Regions from separate parts of the Pan troglodytes genome. Here region 2 is linked to region 1. Evidence: chromatin contacts called from public Hi-C data. All regions are on one chromosome and are shown on one strand. The core of a region is the stretch at or near the end of the contact, and the rest is flanking DNA. Distances in the headings are between cores, read along the strand shown.

The links. A called contact is a pair of places that touch in the nucleus more often than the background predicts.
Region 2: a contact with region 1 is called in a Hi-C map of stem cell-derived neural progenitor cells, with 3 times the contacts expected there. The contact joins the enhancer-like site here to the promoter of MED13L in region 1. A contact is called at or near these places in 3 of 7 Hi-C or Micro-C datasets (blood, induced pluripotent stem cells and stem cell-derived neural progenitor cells) and 1 of 1 datasets of contacts at active chromatin or transcription factors (stem cell-derived excitatory neurons).

What each region holds. Positions count from the first base shown.
Region 1 is chr10:123,071,715-123,079,183 of NHGRI_mPanTro3-v2.0_pri, forward strand. MED13L (mediator complex subunit 13L) reads right to left here and starts at 3,120. Exons shown (of 31, transcript XM_054664662.2): 1 at 2,957-3,120. The coding sequence starts at 3,028.
Region 2 is chr10:123,221,629-123,229,097 of NHGRI_mPanTro3-v2.0_pri, forward strand. No RefSeq gene overlaps it. Among named protein-coding and RNA genes, the nearest start is that of MAP1LC3B2, 150 kb to the right of the region's middle. Within about 2 kb of position 2,698, at least 7 of the 24 cell types and tissues checked have an H3K27ac peak or open chromatin away from gene starts, as enhancers often do. A contact at or near this core is called in induced pluripotent stem cells and stem cell-derived neural progenitor cells, where this site is marked.

The sequences.
Region 1 (7,469 bases), core at 1,870-4,369:
ATAAGAAACTCATACAATGACCCATATCATATATACACAATGGCATTTTTCACACGTTAGGAAAAGGGAATGGATGCTGAAAAATTAATTTAAGAAATTTGATTCCGTGCAGTAAAAAATCAGAAAATAAGTAAAAGACTAGCAGAAATCTTAAAGTGTCTGATTGATTGCACAATCAACTATTGGTAAGCCATAATGAACACCTCAAGGTAATGGAAACTGGGTGGGTATTACCACGGTACAGAACTTAATCTCTTATTTCAATCTAACTAATGAGAGTATCTAGGTAAATTCTTTATAAATACTTTTCTCTGCAAAAAAAAAAACAAAACAAAACAAAAAAAAAAACCCTGCAGGCCAAAAGAAAAAAATGCATGCTATTATTAAACCATAAAGCATTCTTATAAAAAACATGATTTTGAACAAGGGATTACATCTCCTTCAGAAATAACTATGATATACAATGTACTTTGGGCAACATATTTTTAATATTCCAGGTTGCTACTGCTGTATAACATTTTCAAAAAAAAAAAATCTCAATTTGGAATCAGAAAAATGTACAAGTCAGCAGTTTAATTAATTTACATTTCTTCAATAGCACCTTATCCACACTCCACGTACAAGAGAATGAAGACATTCTACGTTCCTTTAAAAAAAAAAATCAACTAAGCATTTCTATGGTTCTCTAGTTCAAAGTTGCTACTTAAAAAAATAATTCTTTTTAAAAAAGCATATTCAAAAATCAATCCCTTGGTTTAAAGAGGTTTAGGGGAGAAATATCTCAAACACAAACCTTTAGTCAATCAAAATCAAAGTACAGAATCCTCTCCTACAAAATTGCTTCTCCAAAAGAATCTCAAGCATTTTATCTCTGTAACGTTATCATCCTTACTTAAGCTTTAAAAAAAAAAAAAGATAAAAGAAACGATATACCCTAAAGACTGACTATACATATACTTTCATTTGTCTACAGAATCCGTATATACACAGCCATTACCAGTCAGCATAATATATGATAATTTGGGAGATCGCTCTACTTGGTTATTTTAATAACCTGTAAGTGTCAATGTGGTCACCAGTAACCACACAAAAACCATTTTAAATACCCCTTGATCAATATGTTTGCTAATCTATGGAAGTCCCTGAACCTGACTGATACTAAATGATAAGACTGAGGAGGGAAAAAGTTGAGGCAAAAGGGGGTTTTACTCCCACATACCAAAAAACCAAGGGAAAATTATCACAATACTAAGAGAAAAAATTCCAACTTATAAATGAATTTTAAGATTAAATATCTGGATTAAAATATTTCATTTAAAAAAATTTACCTGATTTTACTAGAGTGGGAGCAATGATACTATGTCTTTGTAGGTAAAAATCACGTGTTGATTTTTTGGTCTGCATTGTAACACATTTAATAAAGTAACACTTTCATTTGAAAAGTTGGCGAGAATTTGCATTTCTCCATTAGTCTCATAGCAAAAAGGCATCTATGCCACCCACAATTAAATGTAACTAATTACAATTTGAACACTAAATTATTTATCCAGTGTAAACAAGGATTAAGAGGGAAATAATGCTTCTATCTACAGCGGGGGTTACAGAAAATAATTTCCAAAATGCATGCTCTCCAAAAGGGACTCACCTCCCCCCCAAAAAAAACAGGGTACACAACTTAAAATAAGTTGGGTGTTTTTAAGGCTAAATTAAATAAACCGTTCAGCCAATTTTCCAATTATATTCTACGCTTGAAACGTAATTGCCTTACATCTGTTTACAAATCTTTGCTCAATATTTAAACAAATTCGTACTCTCCTGGGCACATAGCTATACATACAGTAACTCATGCACAAAGCACATATTTAAAGACCACGCACTGCAATTATTAGCCTAAACGCCAGGTTTAACAACGTGAATGTTTTCAGAGGTAGGTAATACGACCCAATAAAAAGCAAAGATGGCATTTACCACCAAATGTCACTGCCACCGCCAGGAAAAGAGTTGCTGGAGCCCTATACATTTTTAATTTCGATGAATCTAGACACCGTCGGCGGGTGCCAGGCTTCCACGAGAACAATTGACACCCTAACTGCTTCAAGATTAAGGCAGGCGATTCAAATCCGAAGGAAAAGTTGTCAATTATCAGACAGAGCGCGAGAGAGACGAAGGCAGATAAAAGCGATGTTATCAAACCGACCAGCTTGTTGCTTGTGTGTGTGTGTGTGTGTGTGTGTGTGTGTATGTGTGTGTGTGGATTCGTTGTTAGGATAGAGAAAAACAGTTTTTTAAAGACACAGGAGGAGAGAAAGAAGAAAAAGCTTTCTCCACCTTCCGTCGGCTCGGTGCAATGGCTTTACGGCTCTCCAGCATAGTAAGCCCCGAGAGGCAGGCGGCTGTCGATGTTTACAATCGCGGGAGCTTCGGGTGCAAGAGTCCTTTCCTGACACAATCGCATTCAATCAACTATTTTAGGGCGAAATTGCAGGTGTCATTATGGAATTTAAAAAAATTCAAAAGGCAGGCGGGCGGGCAGGCAGCCGATCCGACAACGGGGGAAGAGGTTGCCGATCGGAGGCGCGGCAGCACAAGGCAAAGCCTTCCACATTTACGGGGGGAAAAAAGGGGGGAAAGGGGAGGAGAAGGGGAGTGCGATTGCAACAGAGGGTGGGCGTTCGAAGTGCGACCCAGAATCCGCAGCTCCGAGACTTCCACATGCAAATTCCACGCCGAGCGCCGCGCTCACAAATGATTTTTAAAGAGCCAAATAAACACTGGATGGGATCCAAGGCGAGAGAGAGACGATCCAAAAGGGGGAGAATCGGCGAGAGGCGAACGGCGGGGAGACGCGAGGGAGGGGCGAAGTCCCGGCGGCGGGAGGAGAAAGTTGGTCGGCGGCGGAGGTCGGGGACCCCCCCCTTCCCCGGCACAGCCCCCTCCCCGCAGCCCGGCTACTCACCAGCGAAAAGAGGTTGGAGTGACAATCCTCCAGGCTCGCCCCGTTCGCCACCCAGTTCGCTGCGGCAGTCATGATCCTCCGCGAGCCCGGCCGCCAGAGCGGGGCATGTCGGAGCGAGGCGTCCGAGGCGAGGCCGGGCCGGGCGGCGGCGCCTCGCCGGGGAGCGCGGGGCGGCCGGGCCGCCGCCGCCGCCGGGGGAGGGCGCGAGGGCCGGCGGGCAGGCGGGAGGCGCCGCGGCGACGCCGCGCCGGGGGCGGCGGGCCCGGGCTGGCGGGGGGGTCCGCGGCGGCCGCGCGGCTCCTTCCTGCTCGGGCGGCGGCGGCGGCTGCGGCGGCTTCGGCGGCGGCGGGGGGCGCTGTCCGTGCGGCCCGGCGCCCTCCCCGCCTCTCAGGGCCGCCGCTGCCTCCCGGGCCGGCGCTGCGGGCCGGCCACCGCCTCCGCCTTCCCTGCTCCTCAGCCGCCGCCGCCGCCGCTGCTGCCGCTGCCGCCGCCTTGTTTATCTCCAGCCACCGACTCCCCCTCGGCCCCCGCCGGCGCGCGAGGGGAGGCGAGCCCCGGAGCCGCCGCCGCCGCCTCGGAGCCGCCGCCGCCGCGGAGCGCGAACTCGCGAAGGGGGGGGTGCGGACGAAGCCAGCGGGCGACCCCGGCAGCCGAGCGACGTCCCCTCCTTCCTCTTCCTCCCCCACCCCCCCCTCCTCCCCAGTCAGCCTCGCTTCTCCTCCCTCCCCGGGCTCGCTTGCTCTGACAGCAATGGCGGCCGCCGACCGCGGCTCGGCCCGCCATTGGCTGGCGCTTGGTCACGTGACGGGCGCCGGCCGCGCGGGGGGAGCGAGGGGCGGGCGGGGGAGGGGTCCGGAGTGGCGGCGGCGGCGGCGGCGGCTCGCGGGAGGCGCTGCTGAGCTGAGCGCGGCCGGGTCCTCGGGCCGGGAAGAGGGAGGGAGGGAGGCGGAGAGGGAGAGAAAGAAGTGCGGGCGGCCAGGCTCCCCGGCGGGCGGCGGACTGCCGGCCCGTGGCTGCCGTGGGCTGCCCCTCGTGGCCGCCCCGCCCCCTCGCGGTGCACTGATCGTGGCGGGGCGGGACCGTGGGTCCCGGGCGCGCCCGTGGTGGCCGCGGAGGAGGGCGCGGGACCCCCGGCCTGTGCCCTCGCAGCCCAGGCCGGCTGGCGTGGCGCGGCGGCCGGGATGTGGGCCAGGCAGCGGGTCCGAGTGCCCTGGGGAATGTGTCCTCAGAGGCTCGCGCGGCCGTCCGCCTTTTGCAGAGGAGAAAACTGAAGCACAAAGGGATTAAATCACTTGCCCGAGGTCGCACACTTGGGAAGAGGAGTCCAGATTCGAACCCGCGCACAGTGAAGCCAAGCTCTTGGACAAGGTTTCACCGGCTTCGCCCAGGGATATTCACGGCTGCCATAGACGGAGCGCTTACTGTGTTCCAGGCACTGTGCGTTTAATACAGAAATGTTTATTGAGCCCTTACTCCTAGTTACTGTGTGCACTCATTCATTCATTCATTCATTCATTCCATAAATGTTTCCTGAGCTCCTGCTGTGTGCCAGAATCTGTTATAACTTCCAGGCACTGTGCTAAGGCCGTGTTGGGAGCAGACCCTTCTTCCTGGCGTCATTCATTCAATAACCAACATTTCCTGAGAGTATATGGCCTGGGAGTCCGGAGGAGTGCTGCTATGAAGAGAAGCTCTCCCAGTCCTCAAGAAATGGATCCCCGAAAAGGGGGAGGAGGAAACAATGTCTTCACTAATACGCCTCCAAACATGGAACAATCAGCTGTTTCAGGTAGATTAAGCTAAAAGAGGAAGAGTCGATGGCTGGCACAGTGGCTCACGCCGGTAATCCTAGCCGAGGTTTAAGACCAGCCTGAGCAATGTAGCAAGAACCCCCGTCATGACAAAAAAAATAAAATACGAAAATTAGCCAGGCGTAGTGTGGCATGTGCCTGTAGCCCTAGCTACTCGAAAGGCTGAGGTGGGAGGATAACTTGAGCCCTGGAGGCAGAGGCTGCAGTGAGCCCAGTGAGCCGAGATCGCATCACCGTACTCCAGCCTGAGTGACACAGAGAGGCCCTGTCTCAAAAAAAAAAAAAAAAAAAAAAAAAAAAAAAGGAAGAGTAGAAAGCAGGGAAGAGATGAGAGTGTATAATAAGAGAAGTCTTAAGACACGTGAACTGAGTTTTGGAACTACCACAAATACTGCTAAAGCAAAACTCATGAGCAACATGTTATAATGTGTATTATCATGCAACATATTGTTACAATGAATGTCGTTACCTACATTATTTCACATAATCCGCAGAACAACCACCTAAAGTAGATACTGTTATTATTCTTAGGCTGTAATTAGGTAAAACTCAGAGGTGTGCAGTGACATCTCCAATCTCTCAGTTAGTACATGGCTCAAACCCAGGTCCATCTGACTCCAGAGCCCGAGCATGAATTCAGGAGGCTCCTTAGAAAGATGCCTCTGGCTGGCTTTGCCATCCCTCTAATTGCATTATTTTGACCAACATAGTTTAACTCTTTGAGCCTCATTTCCTAATCTCAAAAATTGATCCTGATTGCCGACCCAATGACCTCAGGCCAATATTGAGAATTTCTATTAAGATACTGTTGATGAGCAGATGCAGTCGCTCACGCTTGTAATCCGTGCACTTTGGAAGGCCAAGGCGGACAGACCAACTGAGGTGAGGAGCTCGAGACCAGCCTGGCCAACATGATGAAACCCTGTCTCTACTAAAAATACTAAAAATACAAAAATTAGCCGGGTGTGGTGGCGTGTGCCTGTAGTCCCAGCTGCTTGGGAGGCTGAGACAAGAGAATCGTTTGAACCCAGGAAGCAGAGGTTGCAGCGAGCAGAGATTGCACCACTACACACCAGCCTGGGCGACAGAGTGAGACTCCATCAAAAAAATAAATAAATAAATAAATAAATAAAGATACTGTTGATAAAAGTAAAAAAAAAAAAAAAAAACAAAAAACCACTCTGTCAACATACACGGTGTTACTTAGGCCTGAGCAATTCGAGGGTATAATGCCCGTCATATCCAGATTCCATATATTTACATCAGAGGTGAAGGTAGTTTTATCCTACTCACCTGGTGACCAAATTGTCATTCTTCAGCATGTTTAGGTTTAAGTAGAAATAGTAATAGGCCAGGTGCAGTGGCTCACACCTGTAGTCCCAGCACTTTGGGAGGCCAAGGCCAGCGGATAGCTTGAGTCCAGGAATTCAAGACCAGCCAAGGCAACATGACAAACTCCCATCTCTACAAAAGAATTAGCTGGGTGCTCACCTGTAGTCCCAGCTACCTGGGAGGCTGAGATAGGAGGATCGCTTGAGCCTAGGAATTTGAGGCTACAGTAAGCCATGATCTTGCCACTGCACTTCAGCCTGTGTGACGGAGACCCTCTCTCGAAAAATCAAATAATAATGATAAATCTTTCAGAGCAAAACCTAATAGAAACATGAATAAAGGACTTGGACAGTTTACAGAATAGAGAAGACCAGCTTTTAAATGCAGTCATGTACTACATTTCGGACAACAATGGACCACATATATGACAATGGTCCCATAAGATTATAATACCATATTTGTACTGTACTTTTTCTAAGCTTAGATGTGTTTAGATACACAAACACCATTATATTACAACTGCCTACAGTATTCAGTACAGTAACATGCCATACAGGTTTGTAGCCTAGGAGCAATAGGCTATACCATTTAGCCTAGCTGTGTAGTAGACTATCTCATCTAGGTTTGTGCAAGTGCACTTTATGATGTTTGCACAATGAGGAAATCACCAATGTTACATTTCTCAGAACACATCCCCATCATTTACACTTGATTGTATATAAAATGATACTCAACCTCACTCGTTGTTATTGGCTGAATGTTTGTGTCCTCCCCAAACTTCATATGTTGAAACTCTACTCACCACTGTAAAGATATTTGAAGGTGGAGCCCTTGGGAGGTAATTAGCATAAGAGTGGAGCCCTCGTGATGGAATTAGTGCCCTTATAGGAAGAGACACAAGGGAGTTTGCTTCTCTCTCTCTACTGTGTGAAGACATAACCAAGAAGAGGGTCCTTACCAGGAACTGAAATGGCCAGCACCTGATCGTGGACTTCCCAGCCCCCAGAACTGTGTGAAGTAAATGTCTGTTGTTTAAAGCCACCCAGTCTATGGTAATTTGTTATAGCAGCTGGAGCCAACTAACACACTCATCATAAGAAAAAGCGGAAATTAAAGCCACAAGAAGTATTGACAGTATTTTAAAAGCTTAGACAAATGTAGAGAGAAGTAGGACTCTCATACACTGCTGGTGGGAATATAAATTAACACCATAGCTTTGGATGTCCGTTCAACTAGCATCAAAATCTATAATGCACACAGCCTTTGACCCAGCTGTTCGACTTCTAGAAGTTTATCCAACAGAGATACTTGTACGATTGTATAAAGACATGCAGTGCAGGGATATGAACTATAGCATTGTTTGTAGGGTA
Region 2 (7,469 bases), core at 1,448-3,947, 150 kb after region 1:
GACTGAAGTTTTCTGTTTTTTGTTTTTGGGGGTTTTGTTTGTTTGTTTGTTTTGTTTGTTTCTTTGTTTTTTAAGACAGGGTCTTGCTCTGCCGCCCAGACTGAAGTGCATTGGTATGATCATGGCTCATTGAAGTCTCCAATTCCTGAGCTCAAGAGATCCTCCTGCCTCAGCCTCTTGAGTAGCTGGGACTACAGGCATGCGCCACAACACTTGGCTAATTTTTAAATTATTATTATTTTTTGAGACAGAGTTTCACTCTTATTGCTCAGGCTGGAGTGCAATGGCGCAATCTCAGCTCACTGCAACCTCTGCCTCCTAGGTTCAAGTGATTCTCCTGCCTCAGCCTCCCAAGGAGCTGGGATTACAGGCATGTGCCACCACACCCGGCTAATTTTGCATTTTTAGTAGAGACGGGGTTTCTCCATGTTGGTCAGGCTGGTCTCAAACTCCTGACCTCAGGTGATCTGCCCGCCTTGGCCTTCCAAAGTGCTGGGATTACAGGCGTGAGCCACGGTGCCCAGCCTTAAAATTTTCTGTAGAAACTGGAGTCTTTGTTGCCCAGGCTAGTCTTGAACTCCTGGCCTCAAGCAATCCTCCCACCTTGGCCTCCCAAAGTGCTAACATTACAGGCATGAGCCACCACAACCTGCCTAGGAGTGAAGTTTTGAAAACTTACATACCAGAATATATATAGCCAAGTAAGTGTGGTCCCTTAGAGGAGGGCCCTGGGGAAGGCTGACCCGTGACCAGCCACACTGTCACTGCACAGCACATTTTGGGAGTTGGTCTCTGATTAGCCTTCAGGGCCTCTGCAGTTTCTCCTGACTCTCCTCAGTGGTGGCAGATTCCCATTCTTGGAGAGTGAACTCAATTTTTAGACAGAGCCCAAGGTTAGATAGAATGGGGTCTGATGAATAAAGAAAGAGATGAAGCTGGCTGGGATCGCTTTGGGTGAGAAAACACTGGTGGCCCACAGGTCTGAATAAGTAACTATAATAAATAATAAAATAATAATTGTAAAATAATGAGCAGAGGTTACTTGTGTGGCTTGGAGCTTGGTTCTGAAGGAACTCCCCAGAGAGGAACTCCAAAAAGCCTTTGTGGCCGGGTGCGGTTGCTCACGCCCGTAATCCCAGCAATTTAGGAGGCCGAGGCGGGTGGATCACTTGAGGTCAGGAGTTCGAGACCAGCCTGGCCAACATGGTGAAACCCCATCTCTACTAAAAAATAATACAAAATTAGCCCGGCATGGTGGTGTGCTCCTGTAGTCCCAGCTTCTTGAGAGGCTGAGGCAGGAGAATCACTTGAACAGGGGAGGTGGAGATTGCAACGAGCCGAGGTTGTGCCACGGCACTCCAGCCTGGGCGACTGAGTGAGACTTCATCTCAAAAAAAAAAAGGCTTTGAGTTTTGGAACTTTGTTGAAATAAGTGACTAAGCCCCTGGAGGCATAGCTATACTTGTTTGGAAGGGCAAGTTCTGGGGCGTTTGCAGTCTCCGTAAGTTATAATCGTATCTTGTAGAATTCATTCAATCATTCAACTTTTTTTTTTTTTTAAATTTGAGACAGTCTTGCTCGGTCATCTAAACTGGAGTGCAGTGGTGCAATCTCAACTCACTGCAACTTCTGCCTCCCAGATTTAAGCAATTCTCATGCCTCAGCCTCTCGGGAAGCTGGGATTACAGGCACCAGCCATCTCACCTGGATGATTTTTCTATTTTTAGTAGAGACAGGGTTTCACCATGGTGGCCAGTCTGGTCTCGAACTCCTGGCCTCAAGTGATCTGCCCACCTCACCCTCCCAAAGTGCTGGGATTACAAGCATGAGCCACCATGCTAGGCCTCATTCAACTTTTTTTTTTTTTAAGAGATGGGATCTTGCTCTGTCACCCAGACTGTAGGACTGTGGTGTGATCACAGCTCACTGCAGCCTCGAACTCTTGGGCTCAAGAGATCCTCCCGCCTCAGCTTCCTATGTAGCTGGGACTACAGGCACGCACCACCACACCCAGCTAATTTTTTGTTTTTATTTTTGTAGAGATGGGGTCTTGCTCTGTTGCCCAGGCTGGTCTTGAACTCCTAGCCTCATGCAATCCTCCTGCCTCCACCTCTCAAAGCATGAGGATATAGGTGTGAGCCACTGTGGCCAGCCCTCATTTAACATTTATTGAGCATTAACCCCTCTGCTAGGCACTGGGTGTGTGCTGAATATGACTTGGTCTCTATACTCAGGTTTGCAGCCATAAAGAGATATTATCACAATTCTAATATGGAAACATCTAGACAACGCCACCGTGGTCTGTGCAAATGTGCTCCTAGAGTTGTGCAGTGCACAGCCTGTACCCCAGCCTTGCTTCATGGGAGGAAAAAATATGGAAGTAAGTTATATTCATGGGGTCAGGGAGACATTTGATCTAGAGCATTAGGGAGATGAAGGAGTTTTTAAGGCAGAAGCCGGTAGAAGGGAGTAGGAAATTCCAGACCCAGGAACAGTGCGTCCTGAAGTACAGAGAAGGGTAAGGTACGTTCCCCAAGTGCTGAGACATCTGGTGGAACTACAGGGAAGAGGCAGGCGGGCTGGGGGCAAGGAGGCTGAGGGGAATGATTTTTCCAGTGCATGAGTCAAGATCCCTCAGGGGCTTCTGGGGGAGTCAACGAGGCTGCTGAATGTCAAGCATTCCATTCCTCTGAGTGGGCTTCGCAGCCTCTGCTGGAGAGAAAGATTGGAGAAGGAACACGGGCCTTGGCATGGCACAGACCAGATCTGGATCCCAACTCTGCAGGCGGTAGATGGTGTGTTATCCTGCAAATTCCTTAATTTACAGAAGAGCAGGAGTTTCTTTATCTTCAGAGGAGCAGGAGTTTCTTTATCTGCAAACTGGAGGTCACAGGCGGGGCGCAGTGGCTCACACCTCTAAATCCCAGCACTTTGGGAGGCCGAGGCGGGAGGATGGCTTGAACCCAGGAGTTCAAGACCAGCCAGGCAATACAGCAAGACCCCCATCTCTACAAGAAAATTTAAAAATTAGCCAGGCATGATGGTGTGGGCCTGTGGTCTCAGCTACTTGGGAGGCTGAGGTGGGAGGATCGCTTGAGCCTGGGAGGTTGAGGCTGCAGTGAGCTATGATCATGCCACAGGCAACAGAGCAAGACCTCGACTCAAAAAAAAAAAAAAAAATAGAGGGCACAGTCATGCCTACTGTTAAGGATTGGTGACATGGGCAGGGGCTGTAAAAGTTATCATCTTTCCTCTCCAACCTCTGGTCTCTGTCAATCTCTTTATGTAGGTCTCTTTGTGTAGGGGACAGAAACCAATAATTAGGGTGCTGACAGCACCAGCCCTCTGCGGGCTGAGTAAGTAGGCGATTGTTGCAGTTTCTGAAAGTCTGTTTCTAGCTATTTGGCCCAAGTTACCACATTTCTCGTTAGCAGCACGAGCCCTTTCTCTGGGTTTAGCATTGCCCTCGCTCCACAGTGGTCTTTTAAAATGCAAATCTGCCCCTTTGAGTCTCCAGTGCCTCAGGGTAAACTACTTTTATCAGTGTTTTCCATCTGCCCTGGAATGGGGAGGCAATGGGAGTCGCATACCTTGGGCTGGGAGGGCAGCAATGACGGGGCCCGCTTGTTCGTCCCCAGAGAGATGGCAAGGAAGCTCCTGGGATTGGAATGGAAAGGAAGAAGGAAAAGAGTGTCGACGGCATTGAATTCCCCCATGCACGGTGTTGTGTGGGGTCCTTTGGATGCCCCGAATTACCTGCGTCTACGTGTGCAGGCAGGATGGGGCGGGGCTGGCATGCAAGCTCTAAGGAGACACAGGTACTGACCTCCTGGGACTCACAGTCTGGCTGGAAATTAAGCGTAAACAGATAAGCAAGATACGATGGGGCAAGGAGATGCTGGAATCATAATGGTTACCTGTTTTCTGAGCATTCAGTATGAACAAGGTCTCATGCTAAGAACCTTATCACCTGTTATCTCTACCCTTGAGTAACCACTTGACAGTTGAGGAAACTGAGGCCCAGAGGGGCTAAAAATGACTGGCCCAAGGTCAGAAAGCAAACAAGGGGCATAGATTCCATAAGCCAAGTTCTCAGCTGCTGTGTTGGCCGGGGGCGCTGTGGCTCACTCCTGTAATCCCAGCACTTTGGGAGGCTGAGGCAGGCGGATCATTTGAGGCCAGGAGTTCGAGGCCAGCATGGGCAACATGGCGAAATCCTGTCTCTACTAAAAATACAAAAATTATCTGGGTGTGGTGATGCACGTCTGTAATCCCAGCTACTCAGGCAGGAGACTCACTTGAACCCAGGAGGCGGAGGTTGCAGTGAGCCGAGATTGCGCCACTGCACTCCGGCCTGGGCGACGGAGCAAGACTCTGTCTCAAAAACAAAAACAACACCCCCCCCAACAAAAAAAATAAAACAAAATCAACTGCTGTCTTTTGTAGTGTCAGAAGCGTGTGAACCGGGACAACTCTATCTTAAATAGGAACTGGGTAAAATGAGGCTGAGACCTACTGGGCTGCATTCCCAGATGGTTAAGGCATTCTAAGTCGCAGGGTGAGACAGAAGGTCAGCACAGAATACAGGTGATAAAGACCTTGCTGATAAAACAGGCTGCAATAAAGGAGCCAGCCAAAACCCATCAAAACCAAGATGGCGACGAGTGACCTCTGGTCGTCCTCACTGCTACACTCCCACCAGCACCATGACAGTTTACAAGTGCCATGGCAACGTCGGGAAATTACCCTATCTGGTCTAAAAAGGGGAGGCATGAATAATCCATCCCTTGTTTAGCATATCATCAAGAAATAACCATAAAAATGGGCAACCAGCAGCTCTCGGCTGCTCTGTCTATGGAGTAGCCATTCTTTTTTATTCCTTGATAAACTTGCTTTCACTTTGCACTGCGGACTCTCCCTGAATTCTTTCTTGCGCAATCCAAGAACCCTCTCTTGGGGTCTGGATCGGGACCCCTTTTCTGTAACAGTAGGACCCGCCCTGGAAGATCAGCCTGTTTGTCTATGTTCAAGCCTGGGGTTTGCCCCCTCTCCTGGGCTTGGGGTCCGGCTCTGCCTTTGCTTCTCATTGCAGCATCTTGGATAAGACCGAACCCTTCTAAGCCTCTATTGTCTCATTCATGAAGATGAAATAAAAGAGAGAATTGCAAATTTGAAATAGTACAATATAAAAAATGTATGAAATGGCCGGACGCAAGGGCTCATACCTGTAATCTCAGCACTTTGGGACGCCAAGGCGGGCGGATGACCAGAGGTCAGGAGTTCGAGACCAGCCTGGCCAACGTGGTGAAACCCCGTCTCTACTAAAAATATAAAAATTAGCCGGGCCTAGTGGCGGGCACCTGTAATCCCAGCTACTTGGGAGGCTGAGGCAGGAGAATTGCTTGAGCCTGGAAGGCGGAGGTTACAGTGAGCCAAGATCATACCATTGCACTCCAGCCTGGATGACAAAAGTGAGACTCCATCTCAAAAAAAAAAAAAAAAAGAAAAGGAAAGGAAAAGAGAAAAGGCCAGGCGCAGTGGCTCACGCCTGTAATCCCAGCACTTTGGGAGGCCGAGGCGGGCGGATCACCTGAGGTCAGGAGTTCAAGACCAGCCTGACCAACATGGAAAAACCCTATCTCAACTAAAAAAAACAAAAACAAAAACAAAAACAAAATTAGCCGGGTGTGGTGGTGCATGCCTGTATTCCCAGCTACTCAGGAGGCTGAAGCAGGAGAATGGCTTGAACCTGGGAGGCGGAGCTTGCGGTGAGCCAAGATTGCACCATTGCACTCCAGCCTGGGCAACAAAAGTGAAACTCCATCTCAGAAAAAAAATGTATGAAATGAAGTCTCCCTTTGGGTGCAAAATGTAGAATAATGTAAACCTCTCCAAAAAGACACACACACACACACACACACAAAAAAGCATCAATAATTGCATCATTTCGGAGCTGCATGGGCCAAATGAAGCCGAGCCATGGTGCACTATTGCCTTGTGTTAGCGATACTTTAGTTGATAAATGAAACTTTCCCAGGGTTATCCTTGGGTTATTTTGAGGTTTTAATTATGCAAAGATCTTCAAGAATGCATCCCTTTTTAAAATGTGACCTCCCTTATTACTGTATATGTGTATGTTTAAAAAGATGTAACACATATAAATTATGGGTCCCCATATGGCTCCTTCTACGGACTTAGTTGCATTCAAAGATCCACAGTCTAGCTATCAAATACTAATTAAATCCATACCGTATGTAGTCCAAACCCCGCAGCAACACTGAATACAAGCTGTGCCCTCCTTTTTCCCAATCCCAACTCCAAAACTCCCAGACGGCTTTCCCCTCCCTCCTTTCTCCCAGCTCCTTGTTATAGAGATGAAATAAGTTTCTCTAAAAAGTCCTCCTGTCAGATATACCTAATGTAAATGATGAGTTAATGGGTGCAGCACACCAACATGGCACATGTATACATACGTAACAAACCTGCATGTTGTGCACATGTACCCTAGAACTTAAAGTATGATGAAAAAAAAGAGAAAAATAAAATAAAATAAAATAATAAATAAATAAATAAAAGTCCTCCTGCCCACTTTTCTCACTGTCTCATCTCAAGTCTGTATTTTATTTATTTATTTTGTTAGAGACAGGATCTCGCTCCCTCTCCCAGGCTGGGGTGCAGTGGCATGATCATACCTCAATGCAGTCTCGAACTGCTTGGCTCAAGTGATCTTCCTGCCTTAGCCTCTTGAGTAGCCGTGACCTGCAGGCACGTACCACTGCACCTGGCTAATCTTTTTTAAAAAATTTTTTTTAGAGATAGCTGTCTTATTGGCCAGGTGCAGTGGCTCACATCTGTAATCCCAGCACTTTGGGAGGCCGAGGCGGGCAGATCACAAGGTCAGGAGTTCGAGACCAGCCTGGCTAACATGACGAAACCCCATCTCTACTAAAAATACAAAAATTAGCTGGTCGTGGTGGCAGGCACCTGTAATCTCAGCTACTCAGGAGGCTGAGGCAGGAGAATCTCTTGAACCAGGGAGGCAGAGGTTGCAGTGAGCCAAGGTCATGCCATTGCACTCCAGCCTGGGCAACAAGACCAAGGTTCTGTCTCAAAAAAAAAAAAAAAAAAAAAAGAGAGAGAGAGAGATAGGTGTCTTACTATGCTGCCCAGGCTGGTCTCAGTCTCCTGGCCTCAAACAGTCCTCCTGCCTCAGCCTCCCCAGTAGCTGGGATTACAGGCATGCAGCACCATGCCTGGCCCAAGTCTCTATTGAGTGGGTGGTCTACAAGGTTAAGGACTTTAGACCTGGGCTGGCAAGGACTCTTGGGAGAGAATGGGAAGAAAGCGAGAAACACCGGCATTAGTAGATTGCAGAGTTCTAGTTCATGATTATCCCTTGGCCTCATCTCTCTGCACCCTCCTGGAATCCTCCCTATATCTTGTTGATAACCATTCTCAGTGAGGGGTAG